5 separate regions of the Mus musculus genome follow, and all the other regions are linked to region 2. The links are chromatin contacts, called in public promoter capture Hi-C maps. All regions are on one chromosome and are shown on one strand. The core of a region is the stretch at or near the end of the contact, and the rest is flanking DNA. Distances in the headings are between cores, read along the strand shown.

Region 1 (2,777 bases), core at 211-2,710, 2.0 Mb before region 2:
TCAAGGCCTCTTGCCAGGCTCTACCTCTCAATGGCACCAAACCTTCAAGGGGACTCCAAACTCTGGCAAAGGTGAGCCAGACCTGATGGCACACACATGAGATCACAGCACTCAAGAGGCTGAGTTAGAAGGATCAGGAACTCTAGGCAAGCTTGGGCTACATAGTGAGACTATCTTAAAAATAAAATATCAGGTGTGGATGTAGCTCAGTAGCATGGGCTTGCCTAGCATGCACAAGGCTCTGGCTTCAATTCTCACTACTGCAAAAACAGATAAATAATCTTAATCAAGCAATCAAACAAAACAACATATTTAAGAACCAAACCCACAAAGCTGTAGCAATGATGTTTGGGATAGACTTGAGGGACATGTTGGATTCCTCTTAATTTTTCCTCCACCGGAGCTTTACACACAACCTGATATTTTGTGGAGACTTTTCTTTCCCTTTTCTTCACTTAAAGACTCTCTGTGAACCCCTGTAACCACGGGTAGCTAGAAGTGCTTCCAGGCAGACTTTCCTCCTCCAGTGTCCCCAGGATTAGGTGCTTCTGTTTGTCTTGAGTGGCCTAAGAGAGAGTCCAGCAGGCTGAGAGACTGGGCTAGGCAGCTCAGAGTCCTTATACATGACAGGCTTCCGGCACGTGCCAACAGACGATGCTCTCCGTGTTCTCAAGCCTCTTAAAGGCGGACACTGTAACCCATACTGAGGAGGAGGACCACGATTCACGCTCAGCACCTGCTGTGGATCACACATGGAATGCTCTCCACAAGCTCACGTGGTGGCCACTTGGTCTCCAATCAGTGCTGTTCTTTTGGGAGGCTCTGGAAACTTTAGAATATGGAACCTAGCTGGAGGAAATGGGTCACCAGGGGTGGGCCATTAGGCATATATTATCTCTGGCTACTTCCTTTCTTATTCTCTACTTCCTGTCAACCATGTTGGAGAACTAACTGCACTCTCCGGAGCCTGCCATAGCTACTACCTCTTGGGAAACCGGGAGGGGCGGAGAGAAAAGGGAGGGAGAAGAACAAAGAAGATGGCAGGGGATGATGGGAGCCCTGCCAGTGAGCCGAGCGCCCCCACCGTACCTTCTCTGCTATGATGGTCCAAACCCTCCGAAACTATGAGCCAAAAAAAAAAAAATCCTTTTTCCTTCAATAACCAGCTTCTGTTGGGTATTTGGTCATAGCAATGAGAAAGATGAACAATAGTCCCTCTTACCTACTGTACACTGCAGGGAACTCCAGGTATCATTGCTTCACTCTTGCAAATATATGAGCCCGTCCATGCCCCACCCCGCCCCTGCTGCAGGACCCAGCTCCTACCCATTGCTCTTGTCCTCAGTCAGCCTCAGGGACACTGAGAGACTATCCCCTTCCCTCCCTCCTTTCCACATCTTGTGTCTGTCTTTGGTTACCTTGGTCCTGGAGAAGAGCAGAGAGGATGGCAGGGGATGGTGGGAGCCCTGCCAGTTAAAGGGGTTATGCTGCAGCGGTGAGGGGGGGGGAGGCTTTGGTCTTTGGAGGTTTGTTGGGGTGACTAGAGAACTAGCTGCACCCTAAGGAGGTTGGCAAAGAGGTAAGAGAGAGAAAGCAATGGCTCTCCCTGGCAAACAGAAACCCACTTTGCTCGGTTTCAGAGGAGTGCTGGTGCAGCCGGAACTGAGCCCGGACTGCCATCCTGGGGGTCGGGACCTGACAGTTATTATGTGTGAGTGATGTCATGGGATTATTATGGTATGTTACGTGATTTTTGGAACTTCATGAATTGTCTCTTGGCTTAAAGCTAAAGAGGAGAACATCTGCTTCTTATTGTTGGAAGACTGCTGTCTCTGGGGGAGTGGGTAGGGATTCTGAGGAAAACAGCTATTCTCATGGAATTCAGAGAGGAAAGAGGAGCCAGGGTCAGCGCCTGACCACAAATGGTAGTGGGTCTCATCCATTTCCAGAGCCTGGTAGGTGGGTTGGGCGTGTGTAGTCAGCTCTGTTCTGTCCTCTCCTCCCAACCTCCTACATCTCTACCCCTTACTGAGTTCTCATTTACTCTCTGCTTCTCTGTGTGACGTGAGCAACTTATTTCACTTTCTGTGTCTTGGTTTCCCCACCTGTAAAATAGAAAACAATAATGCCATCTAATTCTGTTGTACAGAGGGTCACATGAGCTCTGCCATGTCACCTGACCTGGAGCGACAGCTTGATGGCCAGGTCTTTCTTAGCAATCATGAAATTATTAAAACAGACACAGATGCTACTAATGATAACTAGGTTCTAAGATGATTCAGTGGTCGTGAGGTCTACTAGTGAGTTATTAATCTAGTGACTGCAGTTCCCATTTCCTGTGACTCTTACAGCCAGGCAGCACTTTTCCTGGAAGGGCTTGACAGAGGGAGTGGGATGACAGGTTCAAATCTGTTACTTTCTTGCTGTGTGACTTTGGGCCAGCCCCTTAACCTCTCTATACCTCAGAAGTTGTAAAATGGGAAGTCACATGACCATGTGCTTAGCAGGAGGTTAGGTTGAAGGAAATGTTTCCTGTTACACTATTATTCTATTAGGCAGTCAGGCAAACGTCGGCCCAGCAAATTCTAAGAGGATTCAGATATGTTGGGATCTGACAGAAAGTCTGGTGAGAAAGCAGGACCAGGAATAGGAAGAGAAGAGGGAAGATATTCAGGATACGGCCCTTTAAGAGGTCCTTCTGCTCAGTAGTGACCCTATGCACCTACAGAACTGAGAGCAAGGGCCTCCTTAAACCCACAGGCTGGGCAGTGCCTTCC
Region 2 (2,700 bases), core at 173-2,672:
CCAGTCTGGCTGAAAAGGTGAGAGATCTTATCTCAAGGGAACAAGGCAGAACGATAGAGCAGGATACCCAACATCCTCCTCTAGGATGCACAGGTAGTCACCCACACATGCATGCCCCCAACACACACACACATACACATTAGGAACTTGCCCAAGTTTATATAGCTTAGGCAGTCTGGCTCCAGGACTGATGCTTTAAATCCCATTGCTTAGTTTCTAAGACCCTACAAAGAGTGCAACACTTCATTCCAAAACTTGTATTCCCCACACTATAACACCTCTCTGGCCCCCAGCCCACGCCTCTCTCCAGGGCATTGTCCTAATTGTTCCAAAGCCCACACTCGTCCCTAGTTCTGAACATTGTCCTACTTCCCTGTCTCAGGCTTTTTCTTGCCAGTTTAAACATCCCTGGATAAATTTCAAACTCTAAAGACATCTCCAAGAGCCCAACACTAAAGTATGAGTTTACTGCTCCTCCCAACGAGGCTGTGAGTCTAGTATGTCAACACCATGTCTGTTTTGCTCCTTTAAGTATTTGCAATCACTGAAAGCAAACCCTACCAATTAGCTCAAAGTAAGGCACAGTGTACTGTCTCAATAGCTTTGTTGCAGGAATGAAGGACATGCAAGCTTTATGTTTTCTTGTGCACTGACAAGACCCACCACCACCACCTACTACAACTCCATAAATACTGTGACCTATGTATAGTGCTGATTCTACAAACACTGCGGGTGCTGGGACCTGCAATCTACCCCTCCCTCATAGACTTGAGCTTCAGCTGCACAATGGGGAATAATGACCAATTTCAACAGGATTGTAACCTACCAAGCAAAGTTCCTTTTCTAACCCAGCAAAGCTGTAGTTATTACTTGCAACACACCCTGTCTTTCCTGAAGGCTAAGATCTTGCAAGCTTTGTTCAGAGCCTTACTCCCAGTCGTGGTACCCCGGGTTCACACACACTCGTTAATTGTGACTTAAATGAACCTCTCCCTGCTCCGTGCACTTCCCAGGTGTGAAGCCAGGGCCGCTCCAGATGAGTGCGACAGCCCCTTCCCAGTGTCCTAGCGTATGCCTTGGTCAGTGGCCCTCTAGCCACCTAGGCTCGGGACACCAGCTCCCATCCCAAACCCAGCGCCCCCAGGCACCTCTTGCAGAGAGAAGCATCTTCGCAGGTGCCGCGCACTCCCTCGTCGTCCAAGTCACAGCTCGACGAGCAGGAAGAGAACGAGGACTCCCTCGAGCTGGAGGCCATGTGCGTGGGATGTTCTGGGGTGCGGCACCCACCAGGGACATGGAAACGGGGAAACGAGCAGTGGGGGAAAGAGGCAAGAAACAGGCACCGACTAAAGCTGCAAAGATAAGGCGCGATAGGCGGGCGCTGCTCAGTGACGCCGCCCCCGCACCGCCCACCCACCTTTCAGCTGACTGGCTCCCGGGACATGACGTTTGTCGGACCAAGTTCCTCGTCCAGTCAGACCATTGGAGGATTCTTTAGGCTCCGCCCGCACAACCCGGAAGTTTCTAGAGAGCCCGGACATGCTGGTGGCGCCGCAATCCTTTTTGGGAAATGTAGTCTTAGTGGCTTCTTGTCGCTCAGTAACTTACAAACACAGTCAATTCAGGGCTGAAGGGCAGAGAGTCCACCCAAAAGAAGCAAGTTTAATGTATTAACTTTCTGTCTCCATTTAGATCATTCAACACTGTAACAAACTTCTAGTCGGGGAGTCAACACTGTGTCAGGTCCTGTGCTAATCAATGCCTTTGAGATGTTAGGAAGTGACTAGGAACATAGCTCAGAGCGCTCGCCTGGGAGTAGGGTTCTCAGAAAGAAAAGGGGGAAAAAGTTGTGAAAGAGAGAGTTGTGAAGAACAAAATGGAAAACTTTGTAACCATGAGAGTAAATTGGGGATGGGGCTACAAAATTTCTTGAACTCTGTTTCAGAATCAACAGATGTAATCAAAATAGTCTGCGGGACTGAGGAACAAGTGAATAGAAATCAAGGTTTAGGTGACATGAATGGGGAAGGTGGGGGAAGAGAAACCAGTGAAAGGACAGAGGGAGGACAGTTTCTCAAATGAGTAAATATGTTTCATAATTGTGCGTGTGCAGTGTACTTTACAGGTATTCCATAATGGATCACTATAAAACTCTAAATAAAATTGAAGGGTTATTTTCTATTTTGTTTGTTGTTTGGGAGAGAGGAAGGGATAAGCTCTAGCTTTAAGAAGTCTAAATCATACCCATAAAAATTCTGTGGCGATAGGGCAGTGATAAACACTTGCCCACCCTTTCCAGGGTTTTTGGATCTGAGCTCAGAAACACACACACACACACACACACACACACACAGAGAGAGAGAGAGAGAGAGAGAGAGAGAGAGAGAGAGAGGAAGAGAGAGAGAGAATGTTTGGGAAGCGAGAGCAATAGGATCCTTTGAGCCTAGTGTTGGAGGTCAGCCTGGATAATATAGCAAGACTATATTTCAAATTAAAAAAAGAAAAACTAGATGAGTTCTCCTATAATGAAGCCTGGCCTTTAACTCACTGTGTAGCCAAAAATGACCTTGAACTTCTAATTCAATGACCTTGAACTTCTGGTGCCTACACGTCTCCAGTGCTGGGATTGTAGGTATGTGTAACCACATGTAATTTGTACACTATTGAGGCTCAAACCCTGAGTTTAGTGCAATCTAGAAA
Region 3 (2,700 bases), core at 95-2,594, 2.1 Mb before region 2:
GACTCCAGGGGTGGTGAGAGGCCATGTATGTTTTCAGAGATTGGACTGTGCACTTCGTACGGTTGTATAATTAGTCACTTTTCCTGGGCGAGGCTGCATTTCCAGCTCTGAGACGTGCATCTGGAATTCTCGGAAAGGAAAAGCCTTGAGCAGGCAGAAGTGATTTCTTTGAAGTTACCCTTGTGGCAATTTCATCAGGCCTCACAATTCTTAGATGAGAGTGGCTAAGGCAGTACCACACCACACTTCTCGGCGGCCGTCCTAGTTTTCCCTGCACATTAGTAAAAAGTTTCTGCCCCAGGTAGTAAATGTCTCCGCTGACGTAATAAGCCAGATCATGCTGAATTAAAAATATAAAAGCAGGTTTACCGGGAGCAACTCTCGGGCAGTTTCAACGGTCTCAGAGAACGAGGCCAAAGAAGTCGCCATGAGACCCGGAGAAAAAGAGCCTAGCAAAAGAGAAACAGAAGGCAGAGCGACAGAGAAGAGAGTCCTAGGATGGCTGGGGTGGAGGCCTTTTCTCCACAACACGCACCTGGGTGAAGACTTAAGCAGCCGCTAGGTCCCTGAGAGCAGGCCAGAGGGGTCACCTGCATAGGAACAATTAGTTCTTTTAAATCTCTTATTCAGGACTGGTGTGTGTGTGTGATCGTCTCTTATGCTTTTTCCTCTGTGTGTGTGTGTGATCGTCTCTTATGCTTTTTCCTCTGTGTGTGTGTGCTGCATAGGAACAATTAGTTCTTTTAAATCTCGTATTCAGGACTGGTGTGTGTGTGTGTGTGAGATCGTCTCTTATGCTTTTTCCTCTGTGTGTGTGTGCCAGAGGTCTACGCAAGATGTGGTTCCTCGGAAGGCCTCCACTTTGTTTTTTGATACAAGGTCTCTCTTTGCCTGGGCAGCAAGCACTTTACAGATTACGCTCGCGGACCCCAGAACCGGCTGTTTTAACTCCACTTAGTAGCTCCATGAAAGGTCACCGCTCAACCAGTAGCGGCAGAGCCAAGTTTCTAGCTCAGGCCACAGGAAAACAAAAGCCATTCTTCGTCTCCAGTCTAAAGCCTGCAGTAGTTTTACTACGACACAGGCCGTGGGCCGTGGATCGTCCCGCCGTGGGTTCTCCTCCAGCGAGCGAGAGGCGGGGGCGGCGGAAGCCGTTCCGGGAAGTACGAAAACCGCGCGGGAAACCGCGTAGCTCAGAAGGCGGCTCACAGGTGCCAAGGCGCCATAGCAACAGAGCGGGCGGGGAAAACGGAAGTACTCCGCTGGTGAGCGGGAGAATGCGCGTAGCCCACCAGTAGGAGCTCCAGTCTGGCGATCTCTCCGCCCTGGAGGCGGGCTCCGATATGGCTTCCGGCGTGATCTCGCTGGTTTGCGGTACGTATGAAGGCTTTGGGGTGCTGCGGGGACCAGAGCGGGCATCTGTGGGCAACGGGATCGACCATGGGGTCGGCGCGGGCTTTGGCGCTGACGAGATATTGAAGCCCGCAAAAGGCAGGGGTTGGAACAGCTCTATAACAACATAAGTTGTTTATTTGTTAATTTAAATTTTAAAAAATTGTCTTTTCGAGACATGCTCTCACCATGTAGCCTAGGCTGACCTGGAACTCCTGTAGCTCCTGACTCCCGATCGCCTGATGGGTCAGGCGGAGAAAGTGTGCCTTGTCACTGACACTGTTTGGTGACAGCCACTTGTACCCTTCTGTTCAAAACGACCACACCCTCCCCTTGCGTGCCCCGCCTCCCCACTCCCCCCCCCCCTTTTTGTTTTGTTTGTGGAGCCAGCATTTGAAAGCCTGAGGCTAAATGTGTTCAGAATCATCCGTTTGTCCGATTTTGGAAAAGTATAGGATTCCTGTGCTCTGTGTTTTGTTGCATTTCGTACTGATAACCATAAATAACACCTCTAACCCAGACCAAGACTGGAGAAGTCTAGAGAAGGAACCTAGATCATGGTTTGTTCTGTCTGTCTGCCTATCATCTACCTACCTATCTAAGCAATCTATCTAATCATCTGTGGTTATGTTTTCTAGACAGGTTTTCTCTTTATTGCCGTGGTTGTCCTGGAATTCACTCTGTAAATTAGGTTGGCCTTGAACTCAGATCTGCCTGCCTCTATCTCCCATGTGATGAGATTAAAGGTGTACACCACCACTGCCCAGCAACCACGGTTGGGACTGGCAGTGCCTTAAAAGAAACTGCTTTTGCAGTACTGTCCGTCACTATCGCCATCACTTGTGTACCTTTGTAGCCCCAGCTCCCTCCTGGGGAACACTGTTCCTCATGAGGTTCTGGTGCGTTTCAAACCAGGCTGTGCCATCAGCGGATTAACACTGCCTAGCACAGGCCACCCATGCTGTACCCAAGCATTGCTTATTCTGTAAACGCCTTGGTTTTAAAGTCCTTTGAGTGGGCTGCACCTATCTATGGTTAATCCTCTCTGCAGAGTCCCTCATTGCAGATAGTTGCCATCCTAGCCACAAACAAGCATGGCTCCTGTGATCGGTTCCACACCCATTTTCTGACCCCTTTCCCCACATCACACCATTTGAACTTTTTCTGTACCACTCTTCTCTAATTAATATTTAAGTTGTCTTTAAGTATTTTTGTTTTGTAACATACTTATGAAGATAAAATGAACACCTCAGGTGTAGCACCACCAGATTAAGAAACGTATTATTCCATACCCCCAGCCCCCCATTG
Region 4 (2,845 bases), core at 15-2,514, 2.0 Mb before region 2:
AGATATTGGAGCTCCCAGTCCTTCAGCCTCTGTCTTTTGCTTCCTGGATGTTCTCTTTTGTCACATGTTCCCACCACAATGTGCCAGCAAGCCGGTGACCATGGACTGAAATCCCTGAAACTGTGTGCCACAAAACCCTTTCCTCCTAAAATCTTGGTGCCCCACGGAGCTGTTCACCTTGGTTTTAGAGCCTGGAAATACAGGTTTATCAAGAGCATCTACCTCAAAAGCTTACTGCAGAGATCAGTGGTGAGGATGTAAACAAAGTCAAGCGCTGAGCACTGAGAGAGCTGTACAGTCACTATGATCTCCCGTCTAGAGCCAGGGTCAAGTTCAAACGCCTTGAGGGATGGTCCTCATTCTCTCCTAGCTTCCTTGTCTAAGACTCCAGGTATGAAGAAGGGCCAGGGATGGGGCGGGGGAGCTGGGGCATAGTTGTAAACTTCTGAGTTCGAGGCGGCTTCCAATAAGAGCTTTTACATCGGTGTCCCTAGGCCAGGCCATCTCTTAGTACATAATCTTGTCACATGCAAATGTGCAGCCACACTGTGCATTTGCTGGCTGATCTGTTTATCACAGGTTGTTACTAGTTAGTGTTTGCCACGGTCTGGTCTCCTGGCTCTCTAGCACAGCCTGGCACGGAGGAGACACTCTCTGAACACTCTGCTGAACGGATGAAGAAGCTGGGGACTCCATGCCAGTGGCAGGCTGTGCCCCTTGATGTGGAGGAGCACAGAGGGAGACGACAGGTGGGAGGGACTGTGATGTCATCAGCCTCACCCACAGCCAGGGTCATCCCGGGGTACTCACTGGCAGGGTCACTTTGGAGAGAGCCTCCAGACACTTCCCACATGCTTTGTCCATGAGGCAGAGCCGAAGCCTGAAGTTCTACAAGGTCCAGCAGCTTAATACCCACTTGTTAGCTGGGTGCCTTTAATTCCTGAGGGTCTCTGGTTCCTCCTTGTGACACGGAGACACATAGTACTAACGTCAAAGATTCTGGCCATGAAATAAGCTCACCTATGCAAACAGCCTGGGAGGGGAAAGTGCTCAGTCTGGTATTGCTGTGTCCTGAGGCCAGGCTGCCCTTGAACTTGTGGCTCTATTTCTGCTTCTGCTTTCTGAATGCTGGGTTTGCAAGCGAGTATGAGCACTGTCATTCCCAGTGATTCTCTGGCACCACCAGGCCTAGGCTTCCTGGCTGCCTGAGACTTCTTCCCCGCAGCCTCCACATTGGACTAACCTGGCTCCATCTGGCCGCTGGGCTGCAGCAAAGAGCTTCCCTTGATGCTTCCACCAGGACTTAAAAAAAAAAAAAAAGGAAACCCTTTCTTGGATTGCTGCCCGCGGCAGACACAGTTTAAATTAACTCAAACCATTTTCTCTCCCCCCCACCTTTACTGATCCGTTTTCACGGAAGGGAATAGGAAGCCTTTTCAGAAAAGAGCGTTAGGAAGCGCTTATCTTTCTGCTCTCCAGAGGATGCCAGGGCAGGAGGTCCTAAGGTTTGTAGCGAGAGCAAGGAAGTGGCTTTTAAGGAGGAGTTTTCGGGAACTCGGTGCAGCGCACATCCCTAGGGAAGAGTGCAAGGTCCCGCCACACCGCCGCTGCAGTGCCACATATGACCGCTAGGGGGCACCCAGGCCTTATGACTGCTAGAGCCTGAGCGGCGTCCACGAGTTGAGACTGCGCGCGTGCTCAGGTTTGCGAGCCTGCGACCAGAGCCCGCGCTTGCAGCGGCGTCCTAAGTCCCTAGCAGGTCTAGCGCGGAGCCTCGCGCTCCTCTCCCTCCCTCCCACCCCATCTGTGACTCATTTATTCGGCTTTTCTCCCTTTGTTTCATCGAACCTATGTGCAGCTCCCCTCCCTTTCTCTTTCCCTTCCTTCTCCCCTCCCTCCCTCCCTCCCTCCCGTCCTCTCCCGATTTCATTCCTCCATTCCCTCTGCACATCTCTTCACAGTGTCTTCCACCTACCCATGCACCCTTCCGCTCGCTCTCGCGCTCCCGCCTTTTCTGCCCTCCTACTCTCCTCTCTTTCTGGATTTGGCCTGAATAACTTCAGATTTCCTGCCAGTCGACTTCGGGTAGTGGGCAGCTTTTCTGCGCCTTAGACCAACCTTCGCGGCTCCGTGAGGCTGTGTGGTGAGGGTCCGCAGTGTACAGGGGACAGTGCATGGCTCCCTGGATCCGGACTCCAGCTGTGCCTAAGCTCTCCAGAAAGCTTTAAAACATTGCTGAGCTCTGGGCTAGGTTGTTGGATAGTAGATAAAGTACCTGTTGACCAAGTGGGAGTCCCTGGCGTCCCCCCCCCCCCCCAGCACCACAAACACAGTTTTAAGTTTTGGGAGTCCTGCGCTCTCTGCCCCCCCCCCCTTTCCCCCTAAGGCACAGCTTGTAACATAGAGTTATAGTTGGAGGCTGAAAATGATTTTGAGTGTTGACAAAGGGTGTGAGGGGAACCCATTTGCTTGGGATTCGGATTCAGTGCTGCGCTCTTTCCACCCTGTTCCAGGAATTTGCAGGTTTAGCTCCAGTCTCATCTCCTCCACCCCCAGGCCAGCACCAAGCAGCAAGGCTGTGCTCTGGAAGGCCTGCCTGTCCTGGCCACATTCCATTAGCAAACAGCATTTCCTCTGTTCCCCAAGCTTATCTGTGGGTCCTCTATGGTGCTGGGGGTTCCCAGTGGGCAGAGCTGGGGTAGGACACCGGAGGCCTGGCCTGAATCTTTGCCCTCTCTTTCCTGCTAGTTTTGCCACGAGGACTTCTTTGGCTCAGAGCCACCCACATAGTTGCCAGGGGAGAAACTTCCAGAGCCGGGCCCAACAGCTGTCTTGGAGGCCTTGC
Region 5 (2,725 bases), core at 193-2,692, 2.1 Mb before region 2:
CCCTTAATGTTGCATGTCTTCCCCTGCTACCAATATTACCTTTTGTCTTTTAAGCTGGCTTTATTTTTGTTACACAGTGTTAGAAATGCCCACTTTCTGTAGGAAGTGAGACTGACCCTTTAGATGAGTCTTCTTTCTAGTGCAAGCCTTAGTAAGCTTAGTAACATAAATGGTGGCATGGTGTCTGTTTCTGTTTTTGTTTTTCCTGCAGTTTTTTTCTCAGTGGTTCTGTTTTTTGTTTTTTTTTCTTTATTTAAAATTTTTTTTTGCTTGTTTTTTTTTTGTTTTGTTTTGTTTTTTTTCATGACAGGGTTTCTCTGTGTCGCCCTGGCTGTCCCTAAACTCAGTCTGCAGACCAGGCTGCCTGTTAAACTCTGAGGCCTACCTGTGCCTCCCGAGTGCTGGCGTTAAAAGGCGTGAGCTACCACTGCTGGGCTTCCCAAAGTAACTCTAAAGTATAAATCCTTTGACATTATTTTAATAAGTGAAAACAGGTATACTCTGGTCTTGAAAGTATCACACTGCAGATCGGTAATTCTAGTGTATGAAGCTGGCCGTATGCCTTCACTGTGTTAGAGCAGGTTCTGTAGCCGACAGAGGGGCTGACTCTCCAAGCTGGGATGTGTAACACATGCCCTCTCCCTTTGCATCCTTTCCTGGTCTTTCTCACCAGCTGTTAGTATCTGTTCACCCAAGCCCCCTGCTTCTGGACCTTTTCCCCTCCTCAGACTCATGGCTCTCAAAAAGGTCCCTGTTGGTGGCCTCCTGATGGCTGGTGGCCTCCTGATGGTGGCATAGCAGGAGCTTCCGCTAGAGCCAGGCTCCCACAGTTCACACCGTCTCTGCCTGTGCTCAGAGCTGCCAGGGCCCGAGAAGGGCCAGTGGGAGGACACTTGGGCAATAGCTGCTTGGATTATGCTTAGAACAGGGCCTCTTCTGCTGTGAGTGCCTCACTTACCCTGTTGTGGCTCAGGCCTGGGCTGGCCCAAGGCCTTCAGATGTGTCCTGGCTAGCTTTCTAGGAGGAGGGAGCTGTGGAGGGCCACTGGTGCAGCATGAAGCCTTGGGGAAGAGGAAGGAAGGCTACTGTCTCAGTGGTCTGAGATAACAATCTTGTCCGCCTTTCTGCCTCACTACACCATCTGTCTCAGCTTATCTTTGAGCACTCCGGGAAGAAAGAAACCACAATATTGGCATTGGCCCAAGAAAGCCAAAACATTTCTGTTGGGGCTGCTAGTGTGGTCAGGGGCCAGAGATTGAAACAGGCTGTGTGTGCTTTTTCGACGAATCCACTCCCATCCCTGCCTGCTTATTTCCAGGAAATGCGACTGTAGATAAGCTGGAGGACTTCATCAACAACATCAACAGTGTCCTGGAGTCTCTGTATATTGAGATAAAGAAAGGAGTCACGGAAGATGATGGGAGACCCATTTATGCACTGGTATGCGAGGCAGCGCCCTCTAGTGGCATTTTGAGAAACTGGCTCAGAGGGCTCTGCAGTGGCTCGTGCGGGACCCATGCTTCTGAGAGAGGGGTGAGAAAGTGATCAGCTTTGTGGTGGACACGTGGCCTGATCCTTATGTGGTTTATTTTTAGGTGAATCTTGCTACAACTTCAGTTTCCAAAATGGCTACGGATTTTGCAGAGAACGAGCTGGATCTGTTTAGAAAGGCTGTGAGTACAGTACTCATTGCTACCATATGCAGCGTTTCTAACGGGAGGAAATAGAAACGGCAATTGTGGAGGCCACTGTCATGCTTCCCAGCTTCCTGGGTCTCACAGGGAGTGACAGGCCTTAAGCTACCTGTCAAACAGAGCACCTGAGAACTCGTGGGAGTGCATGGGTCCCAGTCCCTGGCCCAGAATGCTCCAAACCCAGCCCTGCACTTTAATGAGGCGCTCACTGGACGGTTTGTCCAAGCTTTGTAGCAGTGTGCTCAGCCCATGTGCCACACACCTGGCTAAGACGTTCTGAGTCCTGGGAGCACATAGCAGCTCTGGGGAAGGTGGGAAAGGAGCGCCCCTCTCCAGTTTCAGCTTGACTGGGCCCATCGAGGCAGGTAGACTTTCTAGTTTAACCATTTTGTGGTGCTCCTAGGCTGTCTACAGTGTGTGGAGAATAAAGCTAGGACAAGGGCCACAACCTGTGTGCACATTGGATACCTAGCACCTGTCGTAGGGATGTGCCTGGTGTGGGTCCATGCAGCTTCTCCTACCAGGGCTGGCTGGAGGCTTAGGTGTCGAGTTTGTTATTCAAATAGATGAATAAGGCACCTCTTTCTCTTGCAGCTGGAACTGATCGTTGACTCAGAAACTGGCTTTGCTTCTTCTACAAACATTTTGAACCTAGTTGATCAACTCAAAGGGAAAAAGATGAGGAAGAAGGAGGCCGAGCAGGTGCTGCAGAAGTTTGTGCAGAGCAAGTGGTTGATTGAGGTACCCTGGGGCCTCCCCGTTCACTCAGGAGTGCACAGTCTGTGTGCTAGCAGTTGAGCCCGGCCTGTCTGTGGGCCCTTCTCTATTGTAAGCTTTCCATGACCTCTGAGAGGAGAGCCTGTGTTCCCTGACTTTCACATGGTCTGTCTTAAGTGCTGCAGCCACAAGTGGAAGAGGCTGGAATCAATGGAAGGCTTATCAGATGCCTTTCAGAATGAAGTTGCTGGCTGTCCCTTCTGTAGACAGCTTGGAGCTGCTGCAAGCGTTTTCTTTTTTGTTGTTTGTTTGTT

What was found. Promoter capture Hi-C pulls out the DNA fragments that hold promoters and counts their contacts. Capture Hi-C pulls out chosen DNA fragments and counts their contacts.
Region 1: a promoter capture Hi-C map of hippocampal neurons shows a contact between it and region 2, with 6 times the contacts expected there. The contact joins the enhancer-like site here to the promoter of Lcmt1 in region 2. A contact is called at or near these places in 9 of 39 promoter capture datasets (the 3T3-L1 cell line, cranial neural crest, embryonic stem cells and 4 more), 1 of 115 datasets of contacts at active chromatin or transcription factors (embryonic forebrain) and 1 of 9 other capture datasets (adipose tissue).
Region 3: a contact with region 2 is called in a promoter capture Hi-C map of adipose tissue, with 4 times the contacts expected there. The contact joins the promoter of Nsmce1 here to the promoter of Lcmt1 in region 2. A contact is called at or near these places in 4 of 39 promoter capture datasets (the 3T3-L1 cell line, erythroid cells and pre-B cells), 1 of 484 Hi-C or Micro-C datasets (B cells), 4 of 115 datasets of contacts at active chromatin or transcription factors (astrocytes, embryonic stem cells and large pre-B cells) and 1 of 9 other capture datasets (adipose tissue).
Region 4: a promoter capture Hi-C map of hippocampal neurons shows a contact between it and region 2, with 3 times the contacts expected there. The contact joins the enhancer-like site here to the promoter of Lcmt1 in region 2. A contact is called at or near these places in 6 of 39 promoter capture datasets (the 3T3-L1 cell line, hippocampal neurons, liver and 2 more) and 2 of 115 datasets of contacts at active chromatin or transcription factors (astrocytes and large pre-B cells).
Region 5: a promoter capture Hi-C map of pre-B cells shows a contact between it and region 2, with 4 times the contacts expected there. The contact joins the enhancer-like site here to the promoter of Lcmt1 in region 2. A contact is called at or near these places in 11 of 39 promoter capture datasets (the 3T3-L1 cell line, the C10 cell line, embryonic stem cells and 5 more), 1 of 15 datasets of contacts at CTCF or cohesin (large pre-B cells) and 1 of 484 Hi-C or Micro-C datasets (B cells).

The regions. Positions count from the first base shown.
Region 1 is chr7:125,422,869-125,425,645 of GRCm38.p6, reverse strand. The region is part of intron 1 of Gm30717 (a long non-coding RNA gene); the gene reads left to right. Among named protein-coding and RNA genes, the nearest start is that of Gm30717, 4.6 kb to the left of the region's middle. Within about 2 kb of position 1,460, at least 31 of the 459 cell types and tissues checked have an H3K27ac peak or open chromatin away from gene starts, as enhancers often do.
Region 2 is chr7:123,376,704-123,379,403 of GRCm38.p6, reverse strand. It overlaps Lcmt1 (leucine carboxyl methyltransferase 1), which reads right to left and starts at 1,422. Exons shown (of 11, transcript NM_025304.3): 1 at 1,149-1,422. The coding sequence starts at 1,255.
Region 3 is chr7:125,490,087-125,492,786 of GRCm38.p6, reverse strand. It overlaps Nsmce1 (NSE1 homolog, SMC5-SMC6 complex component), which reads left to right and starts at 1,344. Exons shown (of 8, transcript NM_026330.4): 1 at 1,344-1,374.
Region 4 is chr7:125,392,625-125,395,469 of GRCm38.p6, reverse strand. No RefSeq gene overlaps it. Among named protein-coding and RNA genes, the nearest start is that of Gm30560, 3.9 kb to the left of the region's middle. Within about 2 kb of position 1,264, at least 133 of the 459 cell types and tissues checked have an H3K27ac peak or open chromatin away from gene starts, as enhancers often do. A contact at or near this core is called in hippocampal neurons, where this site is marked.
Region 5 is chr7:125,470,823-125,473,547 of GRCm38.p6, reverse strand. It overlaps Nsmce1 (NSE1 homolog, SMC5-SMC6 complex component), which reads left to right. Exons shown (of 8, transcript NM_026330.4): 3 at 1,319-1,440; 4 at 1,596-1,673; 5 at 2,289-2,435. Among named protein-coding and RNA genes, the nearest start is that of Nsmce1, 19 kb to the left of the region's middle. Within about 2 kb of position 1,442, at least 173 of the 459 cell types and tissues checked have an H3K27ac peak or open chromatin away from gene starts, as enhancers often do. A contact at or near this core is called in B cells, liver and pre-B cells, where this site is marked.